Linked DNA regions of Mus musculus: all the other regions are linked to region 1. A link is a contact called in public promoter capture Hi-C and targeted proximity ligation data. All regions are on one chromosome and are shown on one strand. The core of a region is the stretch at or near the end of the contact, and the rest is flanking DNA. Distances in the headings are between cores, read along the strand shown. Region 1 holds the start of Cep55 (centrosomal protein 55). Region 2 overlaps Exoc6 (exocyst complex component 6). Region 3 holds the start of Slc35g1 (solute carrier family 35, member G1). Region 4 has its middle 7.3 kb from the start of Gm41844. Region 5 overlaps Gm9886 (a long non-coding RNA gene).

Region 1 (5,663 bases), core at 1,327-3,826:
TTATTATGAATCTAAAACTCTTAGGTGGTAGATACAAGGGAAATATCTACCTTCTAGAAATATAATTTGCATACTTGTTTTTGCTGATATTTGCGAACAGATCTCTCAAGGCAGCCCAGGAGAGTCTGGAACTCACTACGTAACTTGGGTGGCACCGAACTCACAGGCCTCCTGCTTCAGCCTCCCAGGTTATAGGTTTACAGGCACCTGTAAATTAACAGAAAGTTTTGGTTTACAATCAGTGGAAGGGTCCCCAGGCCTTCCACTTTCAAGGTGATATCATACTCAAGAATAAAAACTCTAATTCTGAGTTTATAGTCATGAACTCAACGTGTGCTCTCTGCTTTAGAAGGTATGTGTAGTTGAACTCTGATGTAAGTCGCCCGAGGCCTACATGAACCGGGTATTTCTGGAAGGCAGGGTGGGGCTGAAAGAGACTTAGACTTTGAGAAAAGAATGATGAAGCCAAGACAAGTAGGCGACATGCAGGATAGGATGTGTCTCCGGGATGTCTCAAGGTTCTCTCAGCAGGTAGCAGAGTCTCAGAGAAGAGCATCTGTAGTTGACATAATATAGCCATCTAAGTCGAAGGCTACACCCCAGGTGACCTCATATTCAGTGGCAGCAAAGTCTGAATCAGCCTGCTTCAAGGCTGGGGGAGGCTACAGAACTCTATCTTATTCGTTTTAGAGCGTATGGCAGGAAGAAGTGAGAAAATCCAACACAAGACATTTATAGAAAAAGAGGTGTAATTCTCAGAGATTGGGGGGGGGTGAAAGAAATGAATGGGCAAATGAAGTTAGGCCAAGTTTCACATCTGCTAATAGTACTAGATGAGAGTTTAGAAGCAAATGTAGAATACAAACTCTAGGCAGGCAGATGTGTAGTAAAATACACTGTATATATAAATAATGTAAAAAATAGCTCTCCATTAAGAGATTTAATAAAACCATTTTTCTCATATGTCCTGAGATAAAAATGAAGGCAAGGTGATCATGGAATTGAAAGGAAGATAAGACCTTCCTTCATTCAACTGTTACTACAAAGCTATGGTGATACAGGCTAATAATCCTAGCACTCAGGAAGTAGAGGCAGGATGGGCAGGAGTTCACGGCCAGCCTCATTTGCATAGACTGAAGGCAGCCTAGCTGCACAAAACTGTTTAAACAAATCACAGACTATTACTACAAAGCCTTTTTACCAGGTAACCTAATCGGGACTGGATATAAGCTGGCTAAAGCAACAGAAAGAAGAAGAAACAACATAGAGTCTCGGATGCTAGGAAGCTTTCAGAACAGTGTAGCAGGCAACAGCAATACAACAAAAGAAAAGGAGATTCACATATTCTTAAACTGTAATTAATACTAATAGTCATAAAAGCTACCACTACAAGAAAATCTACTTAGGGCGGTGAGTGTGAGGTTGTCCTGTATAAAATCAGCCTAAAAATAATAGAACTGCATAAACAAACTTGAACGAAATCTGTATTAATGCATTCAACCTGGTTTTGCCCACTATCTTGACAAATACCAAGTAAAATTGCTAGTACAATCTGCCGAGGCAAATGCACAGTTAACGTGTTTTAGGAACCTGCTACCACAAACGTTTCTCCCTGGGCTTCTGCTGACGTCAGAAGGAGGACTTAACAGTTTGAAAATACCCTCAGGACATTTGCATCCTAACTTTTGGAGAGGATTCCTAAAAACTTAGTGTTCTTGACTCTTGTCTAGGCTGACCCAGCACACACTCCTCCTCATCTCAATCCTGCTCTCACCTAGTCTTTCCTTTCCCAGTATTTTCTATTCCAATCGATCATAAAGTTCTTTTTTTTTTTTTTTTAAAGTTCTTCTACTCGGGAACGTCCCTACCCAGTCCTAGTGGAATCTCCTTCAGGATGTGCTCTCTTAAATTTAATATGGGACACAGAACTCACCATACATACACAAGCTAGCAGTCAGTACTATCTGCTCACAACATTTTCTTTTTCAATCAACAACTGTTCAAAAGAACTGTGTTTTGATTTTTTTTTGGGGGGGGGGGCATACAAGAGCTTAAAGGCAGCTGCTTGGAAATCTCTGACTCGACTGAAGGGACCTAAGTCATTCTGGTCAGGAGTCTAAAGAAGCATTTCCGTTCAGTAAATCTCCCAAATCTACGAGGGGTCAGGAAAGAGGCAGGAAAATAAAAAACTGCAAAGAGAAGCGCTTGCTAAGCAAAGGCTGACCGCACTGGAGACCTGAGAGACCTGGCTCAGGTCACTGGCCTCGCGGTAACCTCTCTGTTAAGAAAGTGATAATACCGCCAAGTTCAAAGGAGCCGAAAGGATGGCCTGCGGGCCGGCGGTCGACAGGAACGCAGCGCGGGGTCTCTCAGGGAGCCAGCATGTGTTCCAGCGATTCCAGCCAGGGGAGACGGAGTCCTGCGGCGTGATCTGCTCACCAGCGCTCCTCCCGGGAGGTCTAGTCCTGCCCAGGGGCTAACGAGCCCCGGCTGTCCTCCCCTCCCTCCCCGGCCGAGGCCGGGACCACTCACTACCTGAGACAAACACAGCGCTCGCGTCGCCGCCGCAGACCACTTATCAACCAGGACACCGCTTCCGGGAGTTTGAATCCCGCGGCTGTAGGGCGGGTCACGTCACTGCCGGCTTGGCGAAGGGCGGGGTCTGCAATCAGAGGACGGGCGGGAGAGGGCGGGGTCTGCAATCTGAGGAAAGGCGGGAGAGGGCGGGGCCTGCAATCTGAGTGAAGGCTGGAATCTGAGGATGGAGGAGAGAGGGAGGGCCCAGGAGCCTGAGGGCGGGGCAAAGGCGGAGTCTAGAGCCAGAGGAGGGGCGGGGCAAGGTCTGGAACCCGACGGCAGGCGGGGCGAAGACCGGCTCTGGAATCAGAGGGAGGGGATCGAAACTAGCCGGGCAGACGGGTAGGGGCAGAGTGGGGAAGGTAAGGGCGAGCAAGACATAGAGCCTGACGGGAGCTACAATCCGTGCCGGCCGGGTCAGAGAAGGACCTTGTGAAGATAGAGGGTGTCTGTGGAAACGTGGTGTGAAATGAGGCGGGTGTGATGGTGTGGGTGTGGGTGTGGGTGTGCGGGAGTGTGGGCGTGGTGGAGGCGGAGCCAAGGACAGAGTCGGAGGACCAGTTCAATCTGGGCCTGCTTGCTTTTCTCTGTGTGTTCGGACCCTGCTGTTATCCATAGGACAAGCTCTGTGACCCTCGCCTGGGACTGACTGGTCTATGTTCTTTGGGAACCAATTTCTCTTTGTGAGGTAGAGCACAACCTCCTAGTCTTCCGGGCGGGCCACTCATTTACCCTGTCAAACTCAGGGGCGGAGCAATGGGGAACGAAGCTGTAGGGAGCTGATAAACTCCCAGTTTGAAAACCGAGATTGTGAGCCCCAGCAGCGATTCCAGATTGCTGCCCTACAGGCAGATGTGTCTTTATTGGTCTTTATCGGTCACATCAGGGTCTTGATTAGCGTCTTGAGAACTTGAAGCAAACAATTGCTTATGGCGTGTCGTTCTTAGACTTAGCCTAGGCATACCAGAAGTTTACAGCGAAAAAAATCAGTAGCAAAGCATCCTATGAAGGTAATGTATGTAGTACAAGGGTTAAAATCCTGAATGCCTCTTAATAGATGTGTGGCCTTGAGAACATTTCACTTCCTTGAGCCTCAGTTTCCTGATCTATACCAGGATGCAGATAACCATCTGGTAGTGTGGCTGCGAGGGCTAGAGTTTAACAAATGTAGTTAGGCACTGTTAAGTAAAAGACAACAAATCCATTTGTTACTGAATCTAGTGGATGAGAAACCATGTAAGGAATTTCAGTTTGTTTTATTTGTTTAAAGCAGGAAGATGGCAATCCAAGATACTGGAATTCTCTATTTACACAGTCCTCCCGCCTGAAGTATGAACGGAGAAACAGATGGAGAAAGGAATAGTCTTATTAACCACAAGGTGGCACACTAGAAGGCGGCAAGCAGGCTTTTGCGTTTCAATGTCCATCTTTCCCTTTTGCCCTGTTTTTCAGGGCATGTGGGTGTTTTTTGGGGTATGTGGGCCCCAAACAGGTGGAGCCTGGGTGACCCCGTGTTCCAAAGAGCAGCCTGTTCTGGTGTCCTGGTTCTGCACATCTTACCTTCTTTATGTAGAGCCGTGAGGTGTTCAGTTCAACACTTTTGTGTTGATTAAAATTAAAATGTCTGGTTATTGCTGAGGTCAGCTTTTCTGGCAAGCATCAACTCCAGGAAATTGACCTCTCATAACCTGAGACAAGGGAGGAAGGGGAGGGACTATGTTTTTAGCTAACTTCAATGAGCAGGTGTTCGACAAAAGGTAAATTTCAGTGGGCAGCTAATTCTGGAGAGTGCAGTATGGAATATGCAGAAATGGGGGTATTATGCATGTTTTTATTCCCAAGAAGCAGTTTTGGCTTTCTTCTTATTTGTGTGTTAAAGTGTCATATGGGAGTGATTAGGGGTGGGAGAAAGTTTGTCAACATGAAGTCAGGATGTGAATATTCACTGCCCAGACTATATAAGAAGCAAAATTGGAATCAAGTAGGAGGATCTTATATGCATGCACGATCTCCAACACACACACACACACACACACACACACACACACACACACACACACACACACACACACCAGGGGCAGGGGAGGGTTCCTTAAATAGTAGAGCACAGAGGAAGGGTAGGGAAGTTCACTGCAGTTCTACATCTGCCCTCCAGAACCTTGGTTCTTGTGGAAGCTGCAATGAATAAGGACTAGTAAGGGAGAGGCATAGCCAGGAGGTTCACTGGGAGGCTTGGATTATTTGTAAAAGCCAATGTTGGATCTAGACGTCAGTGTTTGCTCTTTATAGACAGGCACAGTCGTGAAGCTTCAAGCTGCTAGCTGTTTCGATAGCATCTCATGGAGATCTCATTGTCCAGGTGATACTGACAGTTCACTCAGGGATATTCTAGGGTGAGGATTCAAGACTCGTCTTTATTCATGTAAGGAGAAAAACGGGAATGTCTTTATCTTAGCAGGAGAGCTCATTTTCTCCTTAGGAAACAGTGTCAATGGTTTTTAGACTTACTAATTGGAAACCAGGAGGCTGGTGTGATCTAAAGAGTTCTAGCTTCCAAGGGGCCTTTCATGAGTCCACAGGACCCTGCCTGCTAATAGACCTGCATGGCTAATAGAACATTCTGCCATGACGGAAAACTTCCTCTGTTCTGTCCAGTATGGCAGCGCTGGCCACATTTGACTGATGTCTGCTTGAACTGTGGCTGCTGTGAGTGAGAAACTGAGCTCTAAGTTGTACTTAATTTTGCTTTTGAACAGACAGCTAGTTCTGTTAGTAGAAAAACTGTAAGTATATTTGAAAAACTTGGGTAGAGGAGCTCTTGAGAGGGTTCAGTTAGTAAAGGCTCAGGCCACCAAGTCTGACTGACTGAGTTTGACTCTCAGGATCTGCATAGTAGAAAAGAGTACTGACTCCTTAAGTTGTCCCTTAAAACACACACATGCACACACACACACACATACACACTCACTGAATAAATGTGATTTAAAAGGCATACACATATCCTTTGGGTTCTAAAGACTACAACATCTAAATATAGATCAAACACTTCTGATGAAGACTTTGTGTTCAAGTTGAGATCTAATATG
Region 2 (5,663 bases), core at 1,959-4,458, 470 kb after region 1:
TGGTTAGTGAGTCACTTTCTGGGTCCCCCCCACCCCCCGCCCCGGCAAGGGTCCAGGTGAGTCAACTCTGCTGGTCTTCCTGTGGAGTCCCTGTCCTCTTTGGGTCCCCCAATCTTTCTCCCAACTCTTCCATAAGACTCCCCAAGGCTCCTGTATCTGCTGGCTGTGTCTTCACTTTCTCTTAATAACACTTAGGATTTTAAATGTGATATTATATTTACTATGTTATAATTTTGTTTTAACACATAGATTTTTTAATGTAATACTATAGTTACTATGTTACAATTTCATATTTAATGCCATTGTCTTAATAGGAATATGGCATAACTGCATGTACTTGAAGCTGATTTCAATATAAATCATGATAAAATATATCATTCTTAGACAGGGCTAGTTCAGTGGAAGAGCACCTCCTTGTGTACATGAGGCCCTGGATTTCATTCCCAGCACCCCCAAAATTTTTTAATTACCAAAATATTTTTTAAAAGTTTTATTGCCAATGTATCAAAAATCTATAAATCTATAGTCTTAATAAGTATAAATATAGTATATTCATAATCTAAATATCATAAAAGTCCCCTTTTATCTAATTTAAATCTTAATTACCAATTATAATAACTGAATACAAAATTTTAAGTATAAGGCTACTTTATTGAAGGTAAACAACTAAAACTAGTTATTTTCACTAAGGGCATTAAGAAGGTAGTTGATCTTCTGACTTTTACCCATTAAAAATGATCTCCCGTTATATGGAGGTTTATTATTTCAAATGAGTTCAAACTGTAAAAATTGCAGATTTTTGAAACTATAAATGTTCTCAAACAAGTTCTGCTGAGCTTTAATGGTAGGGTTGATTTTGGAAATAAAAACTCTGGAATAATTAAAAACCCTTTCTTCACAGTGTTGCTTGGTGAGCTAATGAAGAGGTCAGCTGAGACTAATGAGACCAGCCCAATTTCTCATTTTCTGTAATACTCAAATAAAAGTGTCTTGAGAAGCCCCAGTCAGCTACAATACCACTGCTTTATGTAACCATAAGGAAACCTTGATATTACTACTTACAAATCTGAGCAATTACCTAAAAATGCAGAGTAATAACGGTGCAGTTTTCCATATTATACAAATCAAATGAAATTATAATGATGAGCATAGCTGGTCTGACTTACTGAGTGAGCTCTGAGGACAGCAATTATCTTTGAGAGGGCCATGTTCCAGAGTTCCTCAGTGTAGACCCTGGTTACTAATCCTTGGGTCACGTGTAAAATGTGATCTTCCACAACAAAGAACCTAAAATGGCAATTACCCACACAGCATGGGTTTAAGGGAAAGGGAGAAAGCGCAAGTAGAAAATAATTATTTCTGACTTTTAACAAACTTGAATAAAGATAGTAAATAGTTTCTTCCATATTAGATACATACCCTACAATTTGAGTGAAATATCTTCTATAGCCATCAACTGTTTCATGCTTCAAATGAAAAATAAAAATCCATTTAAACCAATAAATAACAACATAAAAGTTTCAAGTCACTATAACTTGATTGATAAATATTTATTGAGAGCCTACCAAGTTCTGCGTACTCATTCGGTATCAGAGAAATACTTGATAATAACAAGAAGTCCTTTCTCTCGTGGATTGTACAGTCAAATCATTTTGTTATTGTGCATGTGAATACATGACATGCATTTGTGTGTGGACACATGCCACAGTAGGCACTGGGAAGTCAAGACAACCTTATGGAGCTGGTTGTCTTGGTCCACCTTTACAGAAGCCAGGTCAGTGACAAGCAGTGCTAACCACTGAGCGGCCCTGCAGGCCCTCGTGGAATGTGTATTCAAAAGGAATCTAGGTTTTGCTGTTTATGAATAAGGCTACTATAAACATCCACACCTGAGCCATTGTATAAGTATACATTCTCATTTCTCATGAGTGACTACCTCGGGGGTTCTTAGGGTGTGGCACAACAGTTTATTACAAACTGCCAAACCATTTTCCACGGTAACAGTATTCTTTTTATACCCACCAGAAGTGTAAGATAATTCCAGTTGCTGAGTCCCACCTCCTTACCAGCACTTGACACTGCCAATCTTTTTAATGTAAAGTCTTCCATAAGTATGAGGCAGTACTTCCTTGTGGCTTTGTTTACATTTTCCTGATAAAAATTTATACTGAACAACATTCTCATGTGTATGCACATTATCTGTGTATCTGTAGTAAAAATATCTATTTGAATCTCTTTTTTTCTGTTTTTAAAGCTGGTTTATTCGTCATTAATTGTTGAGAGGTGTTTAGATGGTTTTATCTCCTGGTCACCTTAACAATGGGCTGAAAGCCCTCTGAAGCCCCAGATGACAAGAAAGGTGAGTCCTCCAGGACAGCTGCTTTTGGTGCCCCAGGCCTGACCTGTGACCCGGTGTTACTCAGTTCCCTCTCCTATCCCATAGATGCTTTTAGGGTGAAAGCTGCACTCGGTGCCTCATCGAAGCTACCTGGGCTTCTGCCTTGACGTGGCTCACAGCAGATGGGGGTTCTGCGGTACAAACGCATTTAGTCATGTAAACGTCACCACGCCAAAATGTGGATTAATTATACTTTTCTGCCAGATCCTCAGTCTATTTAAGAAAAATCTAATTCTTTTTTTTAAAACGTCTATCCCGAGGCTAGAAAACTGGCTCTGGGGTTAAGGGTACTTGCTGCTCTTACAGAGGTCCTGAGCTTAATTCCCAGAACGTACAGAGACAGACAACCAGCAGTTATTTCAGTTCCAGGGGATCTAACGCCCTCTCCTGGCCTCGGCAGTGACTAGTCCGCCTAGTCACAGGAACAGACCTACCCCAGCCACATACACATAACTAAAAATAAAATACAAAGAAACAGTCTATCCACTGTGTTTAGTTGTTTTGTTCAATGTGACAAAGAATCAAAGTGCACAGTTCACCATATAGTCAGAAACAAATTATCATTCTCTGACATTTTGCTTGCTTATCTGTTTTTAACTCAGTGTCTGTCTTTCCTAACAGAATGTAAACTCCTGAGAAAAAAGACTCACCCGGTTTTGCTCACTATTGTACACTTGGCCCCTAAATCAATGACTAGAAATAGTAGGTGTTTAATAAATATTTATATGTAGATGAGCAGTGACCCATGCTCACAGGACTCAAGCCAGCCACGGGTGCAAGCACCGTGCAGGGCACAGGACACCACACTCACCACACTCGACTGCGGCTGCAGAACCAGGCGTGCCTGCTTCTTCCTTTGCTTCCGGTAATAATTTTCAAATGTTTCTTCATCACCCTAAAGAACATCAGGAGAATGAGGATGGTGATGGTCCCTCCCGCCTCCCTCCTTCCCTTCCCTGCCCCTGCTGAGACAGACATCTTTGTCCTCTGGGATTTATGTTAACTTTCCAAACTGGAATGTAGATGACAAATGGCATTTCATACTAGAGGTCAAGAAGAAAGGGTTGTTGGCATTACAGCTCAAAAATAGCAACTCTATTTGGAAGTTACCTAAAATAAAGTTCGAACAATTAGACGTTTTCCTAATTTACCACTGAAATTTTTACAGGCTTAGCACTGCGCAAACTAAACTATGGTTCTCAGTGAGAGTCGTTAAGTAAGGGAAACATCTGTTTCCCTACAGCCTGCCTCTCTCCGCATGCCAGCCATGCGCTGCTGGCAGAGTATGCAGTTCACTGCCCTCAGCCGTCCACTTTCAGGTTCTTACACGTGCTCTCCCTGACGGGCGGGTCCTCGCTCACACAGTCTCTATGACATTTTTATTCATCTTTCACGGCTCCTCCCGTCATTTCGTCCTTAAGAAAGCTTTCCCTAGTGTTCCAGAGCAGGTTATTTTCAGTTATTCTGTAACAATTCACACTCCCCTACCACAGCACCATGCAACAAATAAATGAACTTTGCTAAACACAAGTACACAGATACAGCACAGCCTCTCTGCTTAGTAAGAATCCTCCCAGTTAAAAACTTGGGAGTCCCCGTCTCCTCGGCATCTAAGACTCCAAAACAACAACAACAAGAAAGCAAATTTAACAATAGAAAAAAATTCCAACAGAAAAAAAAATTGATTTGTTTCTTTAGAATTAAGTAGCTACAAAACCATTACTCTTTTAAATGTCATCTGAAATAAATTCATAATGCAGAAAAAAATGTAAGTCTCTCCTATGGGAAGTCTTCTAATGTTCTTGTGCTCCAGCTACGGAGAACTACAAAATAGCTATGTTACTGATTTTCTAATCTTGATACATTAAGTGAAAATGTTTTACTAAAAGTCTGAACAAGTATAGAAGATATGACGTGAAGCATAATGCTAATGCTAGAATTTTTTAAAATAAAGTGTTACAACCTCATTTAAACAGAGCCAAGCATCGTTTGCTTAAGGTACTGGGAGAGCCCCACACACACCGCTGACGTCCATCCCTCTACTTCTGAACTACTTACACTCAACTCTACTGATTTAATATATTTTGTCCAAATGTATTTTATAATGTAAAATGCTTTGAGGTTTATTTTCTTACAGAGCTTACGAGGACTTAGATGTTAAAATTATTTTACTTCAGGAATAAATTATTCTCATTAATACTTAATGGATCCAAATAGCATAAACATGTGCTATGTTCTAATAACAAGTAAATAAAAACACAAATTTGTATTCAGAATTAATATCTTTTACATTTTTATATAACTAAATATGTTTGATTTCTTTTTTAATTTTTTTTCAGGTTAACATTTTATTATTAATTCAATGGTTTTTAATACTTATGTTTATTGCTATTAGAAATGAAGTTCTAAAGTTTTCTATCCATTTGTTTGAGGGGTTTCATTTGTTTTGTCTTGTGTTATTTAACAACGCCTTGCTATCTTGCTAGGTCGCCCTAGGTAGCTTCCAACTTTGCAGCCATTCTCTTGCCATGGCCTTCTGAGTGCCCAGAGTCCAAGCATGCTACCACACTCAGCTGGAACTGAACATTCTAATAAGGATTTTACTATGTTAGCTTTTCACTTCAAACTCTACACTGTGATTTAGAGATTATAATGTTTAAAAAAAAAATGTCTTTTCCTGGGGATCATGAAGCCAGAAGGCTATCTACTAAGAAGACTTCCACAAAGTAAGAGTGGTGAGAAAAAAAAAATCTCAACAAATACACAAACCACAGCACAGAAATCCATGAGGGATGTTATGAAACAAGACAGAATGAGTTCTCTAGAAGTCCATAATTCCTTAAAAAATGAATCCAAGTATCTGAATGGATGAAATGCCAAATAACTCATGGGAAAGTCTTTACAATGACCAATGACCTCAGTAAAGGGTTAAAGCCAGCATTAGATGAAGGGACACCATTAGCCTGGAGCCTGACAAATCAGCAACATGAATGAAGAATTCAACAAAGAAACAAAAGTCAGGAAAGAAGCAAACAAACTCGGGGGACAAAAAACTCAATAAATCAAACAACTTAGTGGAACGTGCCACCAAGAGACTAGACAGGACAGAGAGCACCTGGCACTGAACACACCAGACCACAGGACAGAGACTGGATCACAGAGCAGACAGACTACAGCGATAGCACAGAGACTGAACCACAGGACAGACAGACTACAGTAACAAGACAAACTACAGTGACAGACAGACTACAGCGACAGGACAGAG
Region 3 (5,663 bases), core at 1,125-3,624, 340 kb before region 1:
CCAAAAGTGGGTTTTTTGCTTTAAAATATTTTCTATGTATATAAGATATATGTATGTGTGTGCATTTATTTATTTATTCATTTATGTATTTAGAGGCAGGATCTCCCTATATGGCCCGGGCGGTCCTAGATCAGGCTGGCCTCCAATTCAGAGTCCCACTTCCCCTCTCTCCAAAGACTTGTGCCACCATGCCCAAATAAAAAAACATACAAATATTTAAGGTTCCTGTTTTCTGATTATGTACAGGCAGGTAACAGAGGGTTGAATCGAAATGGATTGTTAGTGAAGACAAGGAATAGTTCTGTTTGGGCAACCTCAGTTTCTTATTACATGATAATTTCAATTCCCTGTGAAAATGGTGACCAGCAAAGCAGCCCAAAGAGGCATTTTCTCATGTATACCACGCTAACATCCACTGAAAGGTGTATCTAATCACTCTACACAAGTTGAGCGTTTAATGACTCAAATTAAGCAGTCACCAGACAACTTCCAGAAGAGGGTAAAAAAACCTTTTTTTTACTTGGCTTCTCCACACTGCAGTAACCTGGACCTGATTTAGGATCACGGGGGTAACTTAGGTTTGGAACTTTGTAGATGCTAGCTGAAGGCCTGGTACACTATGCCAAGTGCTCACTCCAGCAGGAAAATGGGGTGCACAGGGCTAAGACAACTCTCTCTCTTTAGTACAGACTCTACACTGTACGGGAAACAGCAAACAAGAATCAGCAAACCTCTAAACTGGGTAAGGGTATCCAGTTCCAACCTAAGCTTGAAGGTGAGTTTTGTTAAGAAACCACTAAGATCTAGAGTCTGAAAGCCAGGCATAATGATGGAGGCCCTTAACCCCAGCACTCAAGGAGGCTTAGGCAAGACAACAGAGTGTGAGCCAGCCTAGACTGCACACAGAGTCTAAAATGAGCCAGTCAAAAATCCAATGCCAACTTTTGGCTTATAGTGGCTTGTGCTTTGTTTTCAAAATAACTGTTAGAAACTTGTCTTGAAATTGAAGGGCAAGATTCCTGGGCATTCACGATGTGCTGACATTTTTAGCACGTGCTGCCTGAGTAAGTATGCAGACCCCTTCATTCATGCCCGAATGGAAAACTAAAGAGTTTGCAAGGCCCAGTTCCACATTAGGCCAGAATGACATCCACCCATAGGGTGACTAGAAAAAAAACTGACCTCAGGAGCTCCCGGGTTAGTCAGCCCAACATGGGGTAACCTATCCATGCAAACAAAATCAGAAACCCGAGATCTTTTCTCTTTGCTTTCAGGACAGAAATGTAGCAATACTCATCTCCCCGAGACTTTTCTCTCTTAACTCAGAAAAACACAACTAAGAAGGTAGGAACCTGAGTGGGACAAGAGGCACAGAAGTCGTAGGGCATATTCAGGGGAAGAGACCCCGGAGATTAGATTGAGAAAGGTCTAAAAGATGGGCTTCTTACTGGAAAGCTATTTAGTGGAAAGGGCCCTAGGCAGACAGAGTCTCTGGCAAAAGTAGAGAGCCTTACCTAGTGCTGTCTGGACCTGCCCTACCCAGACCTTGGCAGATGGAGGTGGGGTGAGACCGAATCCCGAACCCCCATCTTCCACGGCCTCTCTTTACTTCTTTGTTAGGGGAATTTGAACGAAAGTTAAGGGTTCTTCACCGAGGCTCCTCGCAAGGTGTACCTCGTTTTAAGCCAGTAGCTAAAAAGTCCCCCTGTCCCCCCAAAGCTTGAGGGTCAGTGGTCCACTGAACTCTTCCTCTCTGCGATGCTGAGATTCCGTGACAAACACTTCCAGAACTCCAGTCTTTCCAACTTGGTTCAGGAAGATCGGTTTACACCCACGATGTGGGTTCCAAGTCGGCTTCCTGCCACCCGCTGCCTGGCCCCTCTCGGTGACCTTTCACCTCTGACTGCCACTGGACTGCGAGGTCCTGTCCCCCACCCCCCCACCCCCCACCCCCCGTCACCAATTTGGGGTTATTAACACTCGGAAACTTTCTGGGTCTCGGCTCAGGCCGGTGCGCAGAGGACCAGACCGACCCCGCCCGCCCGCACTCACCGGGCTCCCCACGCGAGCCGCACGCCCAGGCTCCACACGGCCAGCACCTGCCGCGGCCAGGGGCGCCCTCCGCCTCGACGTCCACGTGCTCCTCGCCGGGGGACGCCGGGTCCGCGAGCTGCAGCTCGGGCTCGCGCAGCTCCACCGCCTCGGCTGCAAGCTCCGCCGCGCTCTCCGGGGGCCCCATCCCGCAGCCCGCGCTCTCCCCGCAGCCGCGCGCCTTCTGGCGCCCGCAGCTGCCGCCCGGCCGCTCGGCTCTTCCGGCCCCCGGCGAGCCGGTGCGTGTGCGCGTGCGCGTGCGCCCGGCTCCGCGCGCTTGTCCTCCGCTGCCCTCCCGCCCCGGGGAGCCCGCCGCCTGCGCTCGCTCGTGCTCTCCGGCTGCGGTGGCTACAGCTGGCGCGGTGACTGTCCCCCACCCCCACCCCAGGGCAGTCGGGCTAGACAGCACACTGGTCCTCCTCTGTCTTTGCACAGACAGGGAGGGACGCTTGGTTCTCAGCCCTGGCGCCTCGGGTCTTGGGGCCTTCTGCTGCTTTAGAAAGACTGTACCTCTGAGCTGGGCGTGGTAGCCCACGCCCTTACTCCCAGCAGTTAGGGACAGAGGCATGTGGGTTTGTGAGTTCAAAGCCAGCTAAGGCTGTATAGTGAGACGCCCTCCCTAAATAAATACATGAATTAAATTAAATTAAATTAAATTAAAAGGGACTGAGTGTCTGTTTACTGATATGGATCACCTCTGTGATGCCCCGAGGACTTCTAAGCATTATGTGAGTTTTTAAACACACTTCGACCTGTCCAAGAATTTAAGGTGTAAACATAAAGATTGAAACATAAAATTGAAAAGGAGGGCTCTTTAAAAATGCAAGGCACCTGGGTGTGGTGGCAAATTGAGTGAAGAGGATCTTTGTGACTTCAAGGCCAGCCTGGTCTACAGAGCGAGTTCCAGGAAAGCCCTGGCAGCACAGAGAAACCCTTTCTCCACAAAACCAAAACCAACCATCCAAACAAACAAAAATTGCAAGGCAAAGGGGGCTGTCTCAACAAACTGAGACAAGTAGCTACCTCAGCTCTGTTAGCTCCAGATTTCAAAGAAAGAGACCGATATTCCAAGTGAAGGGCCTAGGCGGGGTAAATTTTACTCTTGATGAACTAACCAGTACCCCGAGCTCTTGACTCTAGCTGCATATGTATCAGAAGATGGCCTAGTCGGCCATCACTGGAAAGAGAGGCCCATTGGACACGCAAACTTTATATGCCCCAGTACAGGGGAACGCCAGGGCCAAAAAGGGGGAGTGGGTGGGTAGGGGAGTGGGGGTGGGTGGGTATGGGGGACTTTTGGTATAGCATTGGAAATGTAAATGAGCTAAATACCTAATAAAAAATGGAAAAAAAAAAAAGAGGGTGTACTCTGAAGATGGAACTCGTAGACAGGAAATGCATTTATTTTTCATTCCCCCTTAGATGGGACTTCGTCTTTTTCCCCATTGGCTGGGGTCAAACCTCACAGTCTTATTCCATCGCCAGTTTTTTAAGAACTGGCCCTCTTGAAATGAAGGAAGAAGGGGAAAGGGGAAGCTGATCTTTGGTTCTGCAATTCCTGGAATATAGCACTGGGCTTTGTGTAAACAGACATTTTAATGGGTGGTGGGAAAGATGGAAACATTTGCGTATGGGTGAGATAAAAGGACGTTGATTCCTTCTCCTAAACTCGTTTTATAAGTATTTGATAGAAAAGACTCATATTTAATATTTCTTAGAAATTCCTCCTCTTTAAAAAAAAAATACTTTTCCAAACTCACTGAAGTGTTAGCTCTTGCAGAGCAGTGGTGGTACAGGCCTTTAATCCCAGCACTTGGGAGGCAGAGGCAGGCAGATTTCTGAGTTTGAGGCCATCCTGGTCTATAGAGTTCCAAGACTGCCAGGGCTACACAGAGAAACCCTATCTTCAAACAAACTGTTGCGCCCACCTCGGCAAGGAAAACGCAACACTGTCGGATTCTTCTCAACAGCTTTATTGCAGGAACGCCTTGATGCTGCTACGGGAACCCAGGGAGGACTCCTTATATACACCCCAGCACAGGGAAAAGCTTTGTGTCCTCCTGGGATTGGTCAGTCTGCCCGGCACCTTAATTTGCATGCACCCGCAAAGGGGTTGGCGCCAGATTTGGGCTAGCACCTGCAGAGCACAGCCACGGTGTACCGGAAACCCGTGCCATCTTTTGGGCATCGGCTGCCTACAACAAACAAACAATGCCTGCTGTTTTTCTGTCCTATCTTGGAATAAGAAATTGCAATAGTAAGACTAGTCCTCTGGAACAAAAATTAATGATTCCATATATTTCATTAGCATGTTTAAGATGAGCCTGATTGCAAGGGCTGGCTCCTTGGCCAAGAGATTGGCAGAGCCCCATTGAAATGTTAGTTCTGTGCCCAGGCCCAAAATTAAATTCTCTTGACCAGGGATTTCCCCTTAGAGGCCTTCATTGCTACTTTCGCATCCCTAAAGAGGTAACCCTAGATCATCTAGGACCCAGATCAAAGATCACATTAGAATAGCCTCCTAGAATACTGGCTAGTTTTGTGTCAACTTGACACAGGTTGGAGTTATCACAGAGAAAGGAGCTTCAGTTGGGGAAATGCCTCCATGAGATCCAGCTGTAAGGCATTTTCTCAATTAGTGATCAAGGGGGCAGGTCCCCTTGTGGGTGGTGCCATCTCTGGGCTGGTAGTCCTGGTTCTATAAGAGAGCAGGCTGAGCAAGCCAGGGGAAGCAAGCCAGTAAAGAATATCCCTCCATGGCCTCTGCCTCAGCTCCTGCTTCCTGACCTGCTTGAGTTCCAGTCCTGACTTCCTTGGTGATGAACAGCAGTGTGGAAGTGTAAGCTGAATAAACCCTTTCCTCCCCAACTCCCTTCTTGGTCATGATGTTTGTGCAGGAATAGAAACCCTGACTAAGACAGACACCCAGCAGTTCAGTTACAACTGTTTGGTATTTTATACTACTGTATAATATTTTAATGCCTTGATACCAAAGTAATAATAAAAACAGTAAACTTTGAGTAGACATACATTTTAGCTGGTCCTTATAATTGTTGATCATTGACATTAGAAACTTTAATACCATGTACATCATCTCTAAGTCCCATCTTTCATGTACCTTAAGTGACTTATTCAAGTCTCCATAACTGGCAAATGAATTCCAGTCTTCTTTGCCATTATGGAAACACCCAAGCACCCTAATCATCATATACAATAAATCCCTCTTTAATAAAACAATTTCCATGTGTACGTGCTTCTAACATGTTGCTTTATTTACTGCTTTACATTAATACCTCGAGGCATAATGGTACCAACAAATGAATTTACTATCTAATGGGAGAATTTTCTTTCTGAAAGGGGAGAGGTAATGTCTCTCCTTCCACCACAAGTTTCCAATGACAAACCAAAGTTCAATTTCATCAAAATTCACCCTGGAGAATCAATGAGTTTATTGGGCTTATTCTGCACAAGTGGTCGTTACTGACAGGGGTGTGGGCACCCAAAAGCAACCATATTGGAATACCTTTACCTGGTATGTTTTAATAGTTTTCCCATAGCTGCAAAAGACCCCC
Region 4 (5,663 bases), core at 943-3,442, 320 kb before region 1:
CACGGTGCAGGGACCTGAGCACACCTGTTTGTATGTTGTTTGTATCCTGGTTCACAGACGCATCATCAACATAGACAAAAGGTGAATACAGCTCAAATGCCCACCGATAGATACGGCAAATATGATATACTTCATATAAGAGAATATTATTCAGCATTCAAAGTTACAACATGGATAAATCTTAATAATTTTATGCAAATGAGATAAATCAAACCCAAGGGACAAAATTGTATGGCTTTACTTGTTAGAAGGGCCTAGCATAATCAGATTCATAGGGATGGGAAGTATAATTGTGGTTGCCAGGGTGTGGGGTGGGGTGGGGAAGGAATGGGGGATAGTGCTTAGTGGGTGTGGTTTCAGTTTAGGTAGATGAGAGTTCTGTGGATAGACAGCAGTGATAATGTAAATAAATACCACCGAGCTCTGTATTCAAAATGGTGAAAATTGTAACCATTATGGGAATGTCTATTTTTTCAGTTTTGTAGTTATTTAATGAGTAATTTTTGAGACAGGGTCTCATATAGCTCAGATTGCCCTGGAGGTCTTTGTGTAGCCAAGAACTTCCAGTCCTTTTCCCTCTATCTAATCTTGGTTTATGCAGTGCTAGGGATCAAACCCAGGGCTTTTTGCATGTTAATGAAGCTAATAGAACTCTACCACCCCACCCCATACACCAACTACCCTTAAATGGGTAAAACTTCCCAGAGAAACCCCTTCTGAGAGTATGTAGGAGTCAGCAAATGTAGCAGCAGTGTAGCCAGGCAGGAGCCACATGCCTGCAATTCCCGTATGAGAGAACCTGAGGCAGGAGGATGGGGAGTCACAGAGCACCCTGGGCTACACTGGGAGGCATCCTGGGCTACACTGGGAGACTCTATCTCAAACTAATCCAAAGAGAACATTAGCAAAAGGCTCCATGGGAACCTAGAGCCATAGTTGCAGTTAACTTGGGTCTACATCCCCACCAAGACACATGAGCTACCTATGATCCTTAGCACCAGCCTTGGCCACGCTTCAGTTCTGGCTCCTAACTACAGAGAAGAGAAAAAACATTCTGGGTTTAGGAGACACTGAGACAGTCTGTCCTGTTGAATAAGATTTATTCAGAGGGTAATTAACACTATAAACAGACAGACAGACGTCAGACAGACAGACATGATGGGAACTCTAAGGAGAGTTCAGGCCCATGTGGCCTAGTGGGGTGGTAATGTCCCTTCTCAGAAGAAGGAAAGAGGGTCTATGTCATGTGATTGATGGATCCTTTATACAGAGCTGGCAGCCAGGCTGTCTCTGATTGCTGGGTGACAAATGGGACTGAGGAGAGTATATTAGCCTGGGAGCTGTGTGAAAATCAGCTGTGAGGGAGGGGAGAGACTCAGCTGTAAATGAACATGACCTGGGCAGCAGCCTGAGCTGGCTTGGGATCTAACGATGAGCACCAGAGACAGAAAAGCTAAGAGGGGAGAGAAAACCTGGTTTAGTGCCTTCCCAGCCTTTCAGAGTTTTGTAGCTAAATATTACCAGTAGTAAAACATATGAACTCGGGGTTCTACAGTTTTACTCTCTGGAGACAGAGTGTACGACTCTTGTAAGACTTTGGAGGTTTCTTTGAAGTCCTGTGTTCCATCTGAAATATTTATGTCCGTTTCCCTTCTAGACCCTGATGTATTTATCTTCATCCCATTTTTAAAAATGTAGCAGATTTGGCTAACATCTAAGTGTTTACACTAGACAACAGAGATGAAATGGGAGACGAAAGAGACAGGGTCCCAACCTCTCACAGATGACCTCTCACTGGCCTTGGCATTGCCTACTCTCACTCAGACTACAGGATCCAGACCTCGGCTCTCTGCTCCAAGCTTGACAAACTGGCCTGGGAGACAGGGGTCGGGGTATATGTGGCTGGAGAGCTCTCTGATTCTCCTAGCTCTCCTGGCCTCGAGTCAGAGGGCTGCACCCCTGCAGTTTCCTGGGCAGAGGGCACCCTGCAGACCTTGTTGCGTGTTTCTTTGTAGATCCTCTCTCTCCAATCAGTTCCTGAGAACCGTGGCTCCTATGTACATAAATTATTCCTAACACCCCGGGAACCTTTACCTTCCTCTGTGAACTTATCTATGCTTGGAGACTGGGCATGCTCAGAGATGATCCCTGTTAACCTCAGATTTGTTATGGTCCAATATCTGGGTTCCACTCTGCTCTCCTTTTAATCATTAACGTTTCTGAAATGCTCCAAATATGCCACACACAATTAGGTGCATCGGTTCATTGACCCCCGGGGAATTTAACCAGGCAGTTCAGTAATTGTTAAAAGCCAGGCTCTGGAGTCCCGTTCACTAACCAGCCCTGTGGTTTCAGGAGAGTGATGACTCCCATCTGAGCCTCCCCCTTCCCCGATCTTGTTTTCTCCTATAGAAAATAGAAGAAGAAAACTATTTAGCGGCTAAGAAGATGAGAGGATTCATTTCCAACACCAGATGCAAACGCTCTTTTTTCTCTTTAAGGTGTGTGTTTTATCTTCAACTTACAGATGGGGAAAGTGAAGCTTAGAGATGTCAACTGATTTGCTTACAGTCACACTAAAAGGGAGGCGCAGAGATGGGATTAGAATTCAAGACTTTAGATACTTCAGTGGGTGGTCTGGACAGTTTTCCCCTGCTTCTCAGGCAGGGCATTAACAGGATTTCAGGCTTTTGAGAGCAGCACCTCATTAGAGCAATTTCTTTCACCTGATCTTTTGGCTTTAACTCTGAGACCACTGAGCTGGCAGCATGCTTTGCCAGCTATTGCTACAATCGTGATACTCCGTGGTTTGCATTAGGGTTTGTGGTATCTCTGAGAAACCACACTCTTCTTGGAGTAGAATGCTATGAAATGAAGAAAAACAATTGTATAACGATACTAACAAGATCCATAATTATATATAAGTCATTTATCAATGGTTTCTTGATTCCATTTATCTATTTGCTATATTGTCAGCCAAGTATGGACCACCAAGATACACCATCCACCCAGGCAATACTGGGCCTATAAATCAACCAAGCCTCCAATGCCTTCTGAAATCCAGTATTTGATGGTGTAGTTTCAACTACTGCCGAAACCATGGAAATGTATAGCTCAAAGAAAGCTCACTCACTGAGCATGCTCATGTCAACATGACCCAGATCAAGAAACAGAGAATAGGGGCTGGAGGGATGGCTCAGTGGTTAAGGGGTATTGACTGCTCTTCCAGAGATCCTGAGTTCAATTCCCAGCAACCACATGGTGGCTCACAACCATCTGCAATGGGATCTGGTGCCTCCTTCTAGTATGTCTGAAGAAAGCAATGGTGTACTCACATACATAAAATAAATAAATAATCTTAAGAGAGAGAGAGAGAGAGAGAGAGAGAAGCAGAGAATAGTTCTCAAAATGGCCACTCCATGGATGGCTCTTCACTATACCCTCCAAAGATAAGCTCTTCAGACTTCTAAACTACACTTATCTGCTTATCTAAACCTCAGGTGTTTATGTAGTTTTCATCTGCTATGCTTTGAGTGTGCCCTCAGAAGTTGATATTATGTATTGGCCAGACCCCCAACCCCTATAGCTGTAGCCATTTTGGTCCATGCCTGCCAGCTAGTTAACATTGTTGCTGTAACATGCCTGCCAGTCACTGACACAGAGAAGTGACTTGGCTCAAGGACATGCTGACCACACACCCTGTTTTGTTCTCTATGCTCTGAATGAGCAGTATGAGGTTTGCTAGTTAGTCTTAAGACATTCCACAAAGGTTTATGTAGGACCCATCAAATCAAAGGTCGGTATGAACTGTTATGTCTAAATTATCTTGGGTCAGAGCTAACCACAGGGCAGCCCTTCCTGCATCTATGTATGAGCTCACTGTGATTTTTGTGGGTAACACTGAAGAATGCTACTAGTAAGCCAAAATGTTGTGATTATAATACTTGTGCTCTGTTATCTGAATCTTCTGAAATTCCCCTGTTTGCCACCCATCCACCACCTCCCTTGCCTTACCCAGGACCAAGCAGCTTAAAGGTTAGCTGATAATACTTTGCCTAGTGAGCCATCTGCTCCCCTCCTTGCCCTTTAAACTTTTGAACCTGGTTTTCCCTATAAAAAGTCTACCCTGAGAGCAGACTGGTGCCACAATTAGGTTTTTCCTTCTCGTGGACCTGGACGTCCAGTATTATGGTGTGTGTTCAATAAACTTTTCTTGCTTAACTGAGATTGGTGTATTCGTGGTTGGTATGGCAATTTCCTGAACCCCACAATTGGAAATGCAATCCTCAATGTTGCAGTGTTGAGAGATGGGACCTTTAAGAAATGAGCTGGCCTACAGTTGAGTAGGTTAATGTCATTAACCTGGAGTGCGTTCGTCACTGCAAGAATAGGTTTCTAAGAAAGATGAGTTAGTCGCCATCCCCTGTGCCTCTAATGCATGTGCCCTCTTGCCCTTCTGCCTTCCGTCATGGGGTGAGGCAGCAAGAAATCCCTCCCTTTGACCTTGGACCTTAGGGACCTTCAGAACTGTAAAACAAATTCTATTCTTCAAAAAGGTATCCAGTCTTGAGTTTTCTGTTATGGCGGCACAAAATGGATTAACAGAGCATGCTTTTATGTGACTTCTTCCACCAGTATTTGTGGAATTTGTCTAACTGGGTTCTGTTTGATTCATCTCATTTGCTGAATGATACTACATTTTAGCATAGTTTATACATGATTAGTAATGACTAGTATGAAGGGCACTGCCATAGTTAGAATTATATATGTCTTTGTCAGGGTTTCTATTCCTGCACAAACATCATGACCAAAAGGCAAGTTGTGAAGGAAAGGGTTTATTCAGCTTACACTTCCACATTGCTGTTCATCACCAAAGGAAGTCGGGACTGGAACTCAAGCAGGTCAGGAAGCAGGAGCTGATACAGAGGCCATAAAGGGATGTTTCTTACTGGCTTGCTTCCCCTGGCTTGCTTAGCTTGCTTTCTTATAGAACCCAGGACTACCAACCCAAGGAAGGTACTACCCACAATGGGCCCTCCCCAACCCCTTGATCACTAATTGAAAAAATGCCTTACAACTGGATCCCATGGAGGCATTTCCTCAAGGGAGGATATATATATCTATATATCTATATCTATATATCTATATATATTATATCAGAACCTTGGAAACACTGGGTCTGGGCTGGAGAGATGACTCAGTAGTTAAGAGCACTGACTGCTCTTCCAGAGGTCCCGAGTTCAATTCCCAGTAACCACATGGTGGCTCCCAACCATCTGTAATTGGATATGATGCCCTCTTCTGGTGTATCTGAAGACAGCCACAGTGTACTCAACTCCAAAGAGAGAGAGAGAGAGAGAGAGAGAGAGAGAGAGAGAGAGAGAGAGAGAGAGGGCCTGAGTTCCAAAACGGTTATCACAGTCTCTATCGAGACTGAACTCTAAAACTTACATATTTATACATGTCACCTGTGTGTTTACTATGTGTCAAAACCAAGTCAGATGTAAAGACTAGAGGCCTTTAAATGTTATAGGATGTTAGAAAATCTGATCACATTGTAAACCCTAAGATTGTGAACTGGAAAAATCTCGTTGTGGTGTGGCTCAGCCCTAGCACACATCCTTAACCCAAGAGCTAAATAAAGTCAACCCTAGGTCAAGAGG
Region 5 (5,663 bases), core at 1,391-3,890, 270 kb before region 1:
TCCTTATAAGGTTCTTTTCTGGATTTCTCTGAACACCTAGAGACAGGCCAGACATCTCAAGTGGTGGGGGGTGTTGCATCCTTCACCCCCCTACACTTGAGGCTTGGCCTTACTGCACATTCAACCACGTTCAGTCTCCACACACTTAATCACTGAAAAAAGAGGCAATTTGTGCTGGTCTATGAAGCCAACTCCCTCATCATGTGACCCATCATAGGTCAGAATATTGCCCCTCTTGATTGGATGGGAGACTAAAGGCCTATGGGAAGAGGAAAGCCAAGGGTTTCCATCATCTGTCTTTGTTGAGGGCAAGTGGGCATTGATAATCCCGATGGTGCCTCCATTTTGGTGCACAGGAGAAGCTGTGTGATTGTTTCAGGGTGATTGAATTAATTGTTCATATCTTAATTGAGTCCTTATGAGTTGTTCTGGTTTGACTCTGAAATGTTTCCTCACGGGCTGGTGTTTTGAATGCTTGGTCACCAGATGGTCAGGCTTTAGGAGTCAGGACCTAGCTGATGGAAGGTCACCAGAGGTGGGTCTTTGAAGGTGCTAACCGTCATCTGATGTCTGTCCTTACCTCTGCCACAGGCTTGCATGGCATGAACTGCGACACATTGCCATGTCTTCCCTACTCTGCCTCTGTCTCCTACAACCATCCTTATCATTCAGCAAAGCTAGTCAGTCATCCTTCTAGGTAGCCTGGGACGCTGTTTTTGGACTCACCAGAATAGATCCTCTAATTACTCTCTGGGACAACATTGTCTTTCCAAAACTCCCTTGCCTAAATCTTTTCTCATCTTTGTTTCCTGGAGTGTAGATGTCCACAATTACCATACATAGTCATTGAAGCTACATGAGCATGCCAGTTCTGCTGGCAGCTCTCTGGTGGACATGTAGATCTATTCTTCTTGAGCCATGTCCCTCTCCCCTCCTCCCACCTCCCAAAAGCTATGAGTCATGCTGCTCAACGCTCCTTCTTCAGAACCCTTTAACAGGTACCAGACTCTCCTACAGTGAAGATCCATGGCTTGAAGCCATATTGAAGCTTCTAGGTAGACGTTATCTCTCGTGCCTGGATGAATGATTCTGGCATTTATCATAACAGCTAATGGTTTGTTTCTGGGAAGAACCCGAAAGTACAGTCAGAAAGATGTCTGAGATCATCAACTATGATCTGGTTCTTATTCGATTTGTTGTCAGGCAGTGGTATCTTTTCATCTTGTACCACATATTGCGGTTGTTCCAACTCAAGGGCCTTTTAAGGACAAAGCTGCTTGCTCTGGTGTACTAATAATTGTTACTGCTATGACTCACTTGCCGTAGCATTCGTGACAAAGTAGCTGAGAATGTAGACATCTCCAATATCAGCATTAGGTCACTGTCCCCTTACAAATTCTTATTTTTATGTGTATGTATGTGAGTTTATGTACACCATGTATGTGGGGGGGGTGCTGTGGAGGCCAGAATAAGGCATCAGTTTCACTGCTGGAACTAGAGTTCCATCCTACAGGCAACCACCTGCTGTGGGTGCTGGGATCTGACTCCAGGTGCCCTTAACTGCTGAGCCATCTCTCTACTCCTAGGTTGCCCTTTAAACTTTCTCCCCGGGAGAGAAGAAGATTTAGAAGTTGCTAACTATGAAATGCTGGAAATAAAGGGGACTGAATTTAGATAGTTCAAAGTCCTGGGTTATTTATGATCAATAATACCAAATTTCATTTCATAATATTCAAGGATGTAGGTGTGACTAGGAGTGTACTTCTAGGTAGATGCTGTAAGCCCTTTTAGTTGATAGATCTGTTATAAGGGGTCTGTGTGCTGCTCCCAAGTGTAAGCATAGCAGTGCACATCTGGCTCAGTCATCAATGACTGCCAGGACACTGGCATACTGACCTCAATATAGGTATATGAGGCAGCAAAACCACCATCAAGCCAACAATGGTCTCCACAAGATAGCTGAGCTGGAAGGGGAGGGGACTTATTATTGCCTTTCCTTTATGAGGAAAACTTCCCACTGAAAAAGCTATTCAAGTGTTATATGAAGGTCACATGAGGGCCAGCAAGATGATTCAGTGCATAAAGGTATTTGCTGCCAAGCCTGCTGACCTGAGTTCAATCCTAAGGACCTACATGGTAGAAGGAAAGAATGGACTCTTGATAGGTGTTTTCACACACACACACACACACACACACACACACGTACATGATAAATAAATGTATACAATATATTTTAAAAAGAAAGTCCCTTTAAATATTAAACAAAGTGCTGGGGGTGATGCATGTCTTTAATCCCCGCACTTGGGAGGCAGAGACAGGAGGGTCTCTGGGTTTGAGGGCAGCCTGGACTACAGAGTTCTGTGTACTAGTCCTACATAGAGAAAAGCTGTCTCTACAACCATAAAAAAAAAAAAAGACAAAGCAATTCCAGTAATAGCAGGAGCCCTTCCCCACCCCTCTCCAGTCTCCTGAAACAGAGACTTTCAGCTGTTTTGTGTTTCTAATGATACCTACTTCTGTATTCTAATTGGGGTAGTGTGCAAGGGCTGAAATTCCTTACGTTATCTGTCCTGGATACGCAGTTGTTGACTTATTATTAGAATGGGTGGAGATTTAAATTTCTCAGCGCTATCTCCCAGGGCCCTTCCCATTTCCCTCCCTAGGCCCAGGACCAGTGATAGAGGCCATGACAGCAGGGACAGCAGTCCCCAGAGTACGGGCTGCTTAAGCTTGCATTCAAGCTTTGTGACCTCAGGGAATGAATGTAAGCTCTCCAGCCTAACAGATACGTTGACAATAAGAGCGACATAGGTGAATGAAAAAACAGATTGGGTTAAACTATTGGAGCAGTTACATTAGCTGGGAGTAAGTGTTTCATAATGCTGGCTTCAAGTTAAGTTTTGTAATTGTTAAATTTAAAGAATTACACTTAGGGGCTGGGGCAATGGTTCAATTGGTAATGTGTTTGCTACATAAGCGCAAGAAGAAAACCCAGCTTTGACAGTCCTGCTGTCAAACCTGGGACCCAGTGCTGAAGAGGCAGAGACAGGAGAATCCCCTGTGCTCATTGGTCAGTCAGTGAGAGACTCTGTCTCAAGCAGTAACAGAGAATTGAGGACACATGGCATTGCCCTCTGCTGTCCCCCGCCCCCCACATGCACACACAAGCAGGCATGTACGCAGGTACACTCATGCACACATACATACATGTAAACATATGCTCACACTCACATATGTAAACACAAACACACACATAGATTCTGTATTCAGATCACTGCAAATATATAAATATTAGTCCCTGCTAAACATTAGTCGGTTTTTCTGCTTTCGTGACTTGTTCCCCGGAAGCTAATAATTGCATTGGTACTTATTTAGTTTTCGGTGAATCTGATAACTGATTCTCAAACCCTCCTCAAGCTCAATAGCAACAATACGTTATCAATAACTTCTCACTTCATTTTAACCCTGGGGACCCCCCCTCCCATCGTCCCAGGAAGCTTCTATACACCTTTACCTTCTGGTCATTTTGTTGCCGACTGCATAGACATTTCAGAATGAGGGTCAACAAGTTGGCTCAGGAAATAAAGGTGCTTGCTGCCAAACCTAACAAGGTGAGTTCAATCCTAGGACCTACACGGTGGAAGGAGCCAACCGATTGCTCCAAGTTGTCCTCTAACCTCCACACATGTACATGTGCATGGATACAAACAAACAGAAACTTTAAAAAGGAAATCTTAGAACTGCCTTCTCGTCTGCCTTAAATTCTGTTTTCAAATCCCGATCCCACATCCCTTTCTTTGACAGTCTATTCTCTCGTTTTGGTGGGGAACACTCTGCAGTATCTTCTAGGGAAAGATTCATAGGAAGTAAAAGTTACGTGATGCTTTCATGACTTGTGCCCCCTGAAGTTAGTAAGTGCATCATTTTTGCTGTGTTTTGTGTCCCTAGGTCTGGAATCTTCATTTCTTTCTTTGGACAGTAGGGGCGATAAACACATCACTGCAATAATTAAGTGATTAAATGTGTGAAATCTATTTAGCACATTTCCTACATATTGGCAAACGCTCAGGCAAAAGTCATTCTCAGAATTTATCTCCATCATCAACACTTTCAGTCTATTCTCTGCAGGTGGCGAGACCATTAAAGATGGGCATGAGCCAGAAGTCACTGCATTAAATGGAAAACTGCATTTTAGGAAATAAATTTAGAGTGATGCTGATGTGGAAAAGGAGCCACTTTCTCTTCTGCTGGTGAGCTCCTGTTTCAGATGACTCTTTCCTTGGAAAGGGCAGCGTGGCTGCCTTCTCCTTGCCTTGAGATGAAAACTTCAGGGCTTCCTCATAGTTCAGACTTGCTTCTTCTAAACTTAGCTTTCCTGAAGATATCTAGTCTTTTTTTTTTTAAATCTTAAACCAAGCTGCAGGAAAGAAGAGTGGAGCTTTTCTTTCAATCCCTGCCTTCAATTAACATCAGCTTCCTAATCTGGCCATCCACAGAATCATAGAAGCCTTATGTCATCAGAGCTAATAGAGCATGGGCCAAAGAGATGGCTCAGTGGGTACAGATACTTGCTGCCAAGCCCGATGGCCTGAGTTCAGTTCCCAGGACCCACACGGTGGAAGGAGAGAATTGATTCCACAAGTTGTCATCTTCTACACACATATGTATCTCCTTTTAGGAAATACTCAAAATTTCTGGCTTTGTGGTACAAATGAAGGTGAACATGAGCATTTTGTTGAGAGAGCTTTTTCTATTTGGTCTTTTAACATAGTGTATCTGCTTATTCATATGCTATTCCAAATACTAGTCTTTTTTCCCCTCTAAACTTTGGTGATTCTGTGCTAAAAATGCTTCCCATTTGGTGAGTAAAATGCCACACCTGTCAAACACCAACATACCAAATGCTGCCTGCAGATCCCTAACCAGGCAAAGCCAAGCGAGAGGAAACTGGCAAGCTCCATAGCCTCATCTCGAACATCTCAACAAGTTATTCCGCAGAATCTGGCCACGTCTTCACTGTCTTCCAAACCTCTAAGTTTCTTCCCCTTTCCCCACCCTGCCCCAAACCCTCTACAACAGAGAGCTACAGACTTTTTCCAAATTGGAAAAGACATGAGGACAGTCCTGATCAAGTTAAAATATTTTATTAAAAAAAAGAAGGAGGAGGAGGAGGAGGAGGAGGAGGAGGAGGAGGAGGAGGAGGAGGAGGAGGAGGAGAAGAAGAAGAAGAAGAAGAAGAAGAAGAAGAAGAAGGAAGAAGGAAGAAGAAGAAGGAAGAAGAAGAAGAAGAAGAAGAAGAAGAAGAAGAAGAAGAAGAAGAAGAAGAAGAAGAAGAAGAAGAAGAAGAAGAAGCCCAAAGCAACTTGGACATCACACTCTGGATGACATTTCAGCCCAGAACTTTGGGGGAACCTTCCCAAACCAAGACTTCAGAATCCACTAGAGAACATTGCAAAAGAAAAATGGAAGACAGGAGCCTGGTATGGCTGTCCTCTGGGAGGTTCTGCCAGCACCTAAGACAGATGCAGATACTCACAGCCAAGCACTGGACTGAGCCCCAGTGAAAGAGTTAGGGGAAGGACTGAAGGAGCTGAAGGGAATTGCAACCCCATAGGGAGAACAACAATATCAACTAAACAGACTCACCTCAGAGCTCCCAGGGA

What was found. Promoter capture Hi-C pulls out the DNA fragments that hold promoters and counts their contacts. Capture Hi-C pulls out chosen DNA fragments and counts their contacts.
Region 2: a contact with region 1 is called in a targeted proximity ligation map of pro-B cells, with 5 times the contacts expected there. A contact is called at or near these places in 6 of 39 promoter capture datasets (the 3T3-L1 cell line, 3T3-L1-derived adipocytes, the HPC-7 cell line and 4 more), 2 of 484 Hi-C or Micro-C datasets (the STO cell line and ventricular fibroblasts) and 6 of 130 datasets of targeted methods (bone marrow-derived macrophages, epiblast stem cells, large pre-B cells and 2 more).
Region 3: a promoter capture Hi-C map of adipose tissue shows a contact between it and region 1. A contact is called at or near these places in 5 of 39 promoter capture datasets (the C10 cell line, the HPC-7 cell line, cranial neural crest and 1 more), 5 of 484 Hi-C or Micro-C datasets (CD4 T cells, CD8 T cells, memory CD8 T cells and 2 more), 9 of 130 datasets of targeted methods (the 230-238 cell line, T-cell acute lymphoblastic leukemia, embryonic basal ganglia and 4 more) and 1 of 9 other capture datasets (adipose tissue).
Region 4: a contact with region 1 is called in a promoter capture Hi-C map of liver, with 4 times the contacts expected there. A contact is called at or near these places in 6 of 39 promoter capture datasets (the C10 cell line, the HPC-7 cell line, cranial neural crest and 2 more) and 4 of 130 datasets of targeted methods (embryonic stem cells and neural tube).
Region 5: a contact with region 1 is called in a targeted proximity ligation map of embryonic stem cells, with 11 read pairs. A contact is called at or near these places in 2 of 39 promoter capture datasets (embryonic stem cells and liver), 3 of 484 Hi-C or Micro-C datasets (cortical neurons, cranial neural crest and embryonic stem cells), 6 of 130 datasets of targeted methods (the NIH/3T3 cell line, embryonic stem cells and stem cell-derived neural progenitor cells) and 1 of 9 other capture datasets (adipose tissue).

What each region holds. Positions count from the first base shown.
Region 1 is chr19:38,051,954-38,057,616 of GRCm38.p6, reverse strand. Cep55 (centrosomal protein 55) reads right to left here and starts at 2,576. Exons shown (of 10, transcript NM_001164362.2): 1 at 2,300-2,576; 2 at 51-207.
Region 2 is chr19:37,583,441-37,589,103 of GRCm38.p6, reverse strand. Exoc6 (exocyst complex component 6) reads right to left here. Exons shown (of 22, transcript NM_175353.2): 9 at 3,210-3,293; 10 at 1,420-1,466; 11 at 1,167-1,287. Among named protein-coding and RNA genes, the nearest start is that of Exoc6, 36 kb to the right of the region's middle.
Region 3 is chr19:38,392,691-38,398,353 of GRCm38.p6, reverse strand. Slc35g1 (solute carrier family 35, member G1) reads right to left here and starts at 2,374. Exons shown (of 3, transcript NM_175507.3): 1 at 2,053-2,374. The coding sequence starts at 2,239.
Region 4 is chr19:38,369,185-38,374,847 of GRCm38.p6, reverse strand. No RefSeq gene overlaps it. Among named protein-coding and RNA genes, the nearest start is that of Gm41844, 7.3 kb to the left of the region's middle.
Region 5 is chr19:38,317,743-38,323,405 of GRCm38.p6, reverse strand. All of the region lies in intron 2 of Gm9886 (a long non-coding RNA gene), which reads left to right. Among named protein-coding and RNA genes, the nearest start is that of Gm9886, 6.7 kb to the left of the region's middle.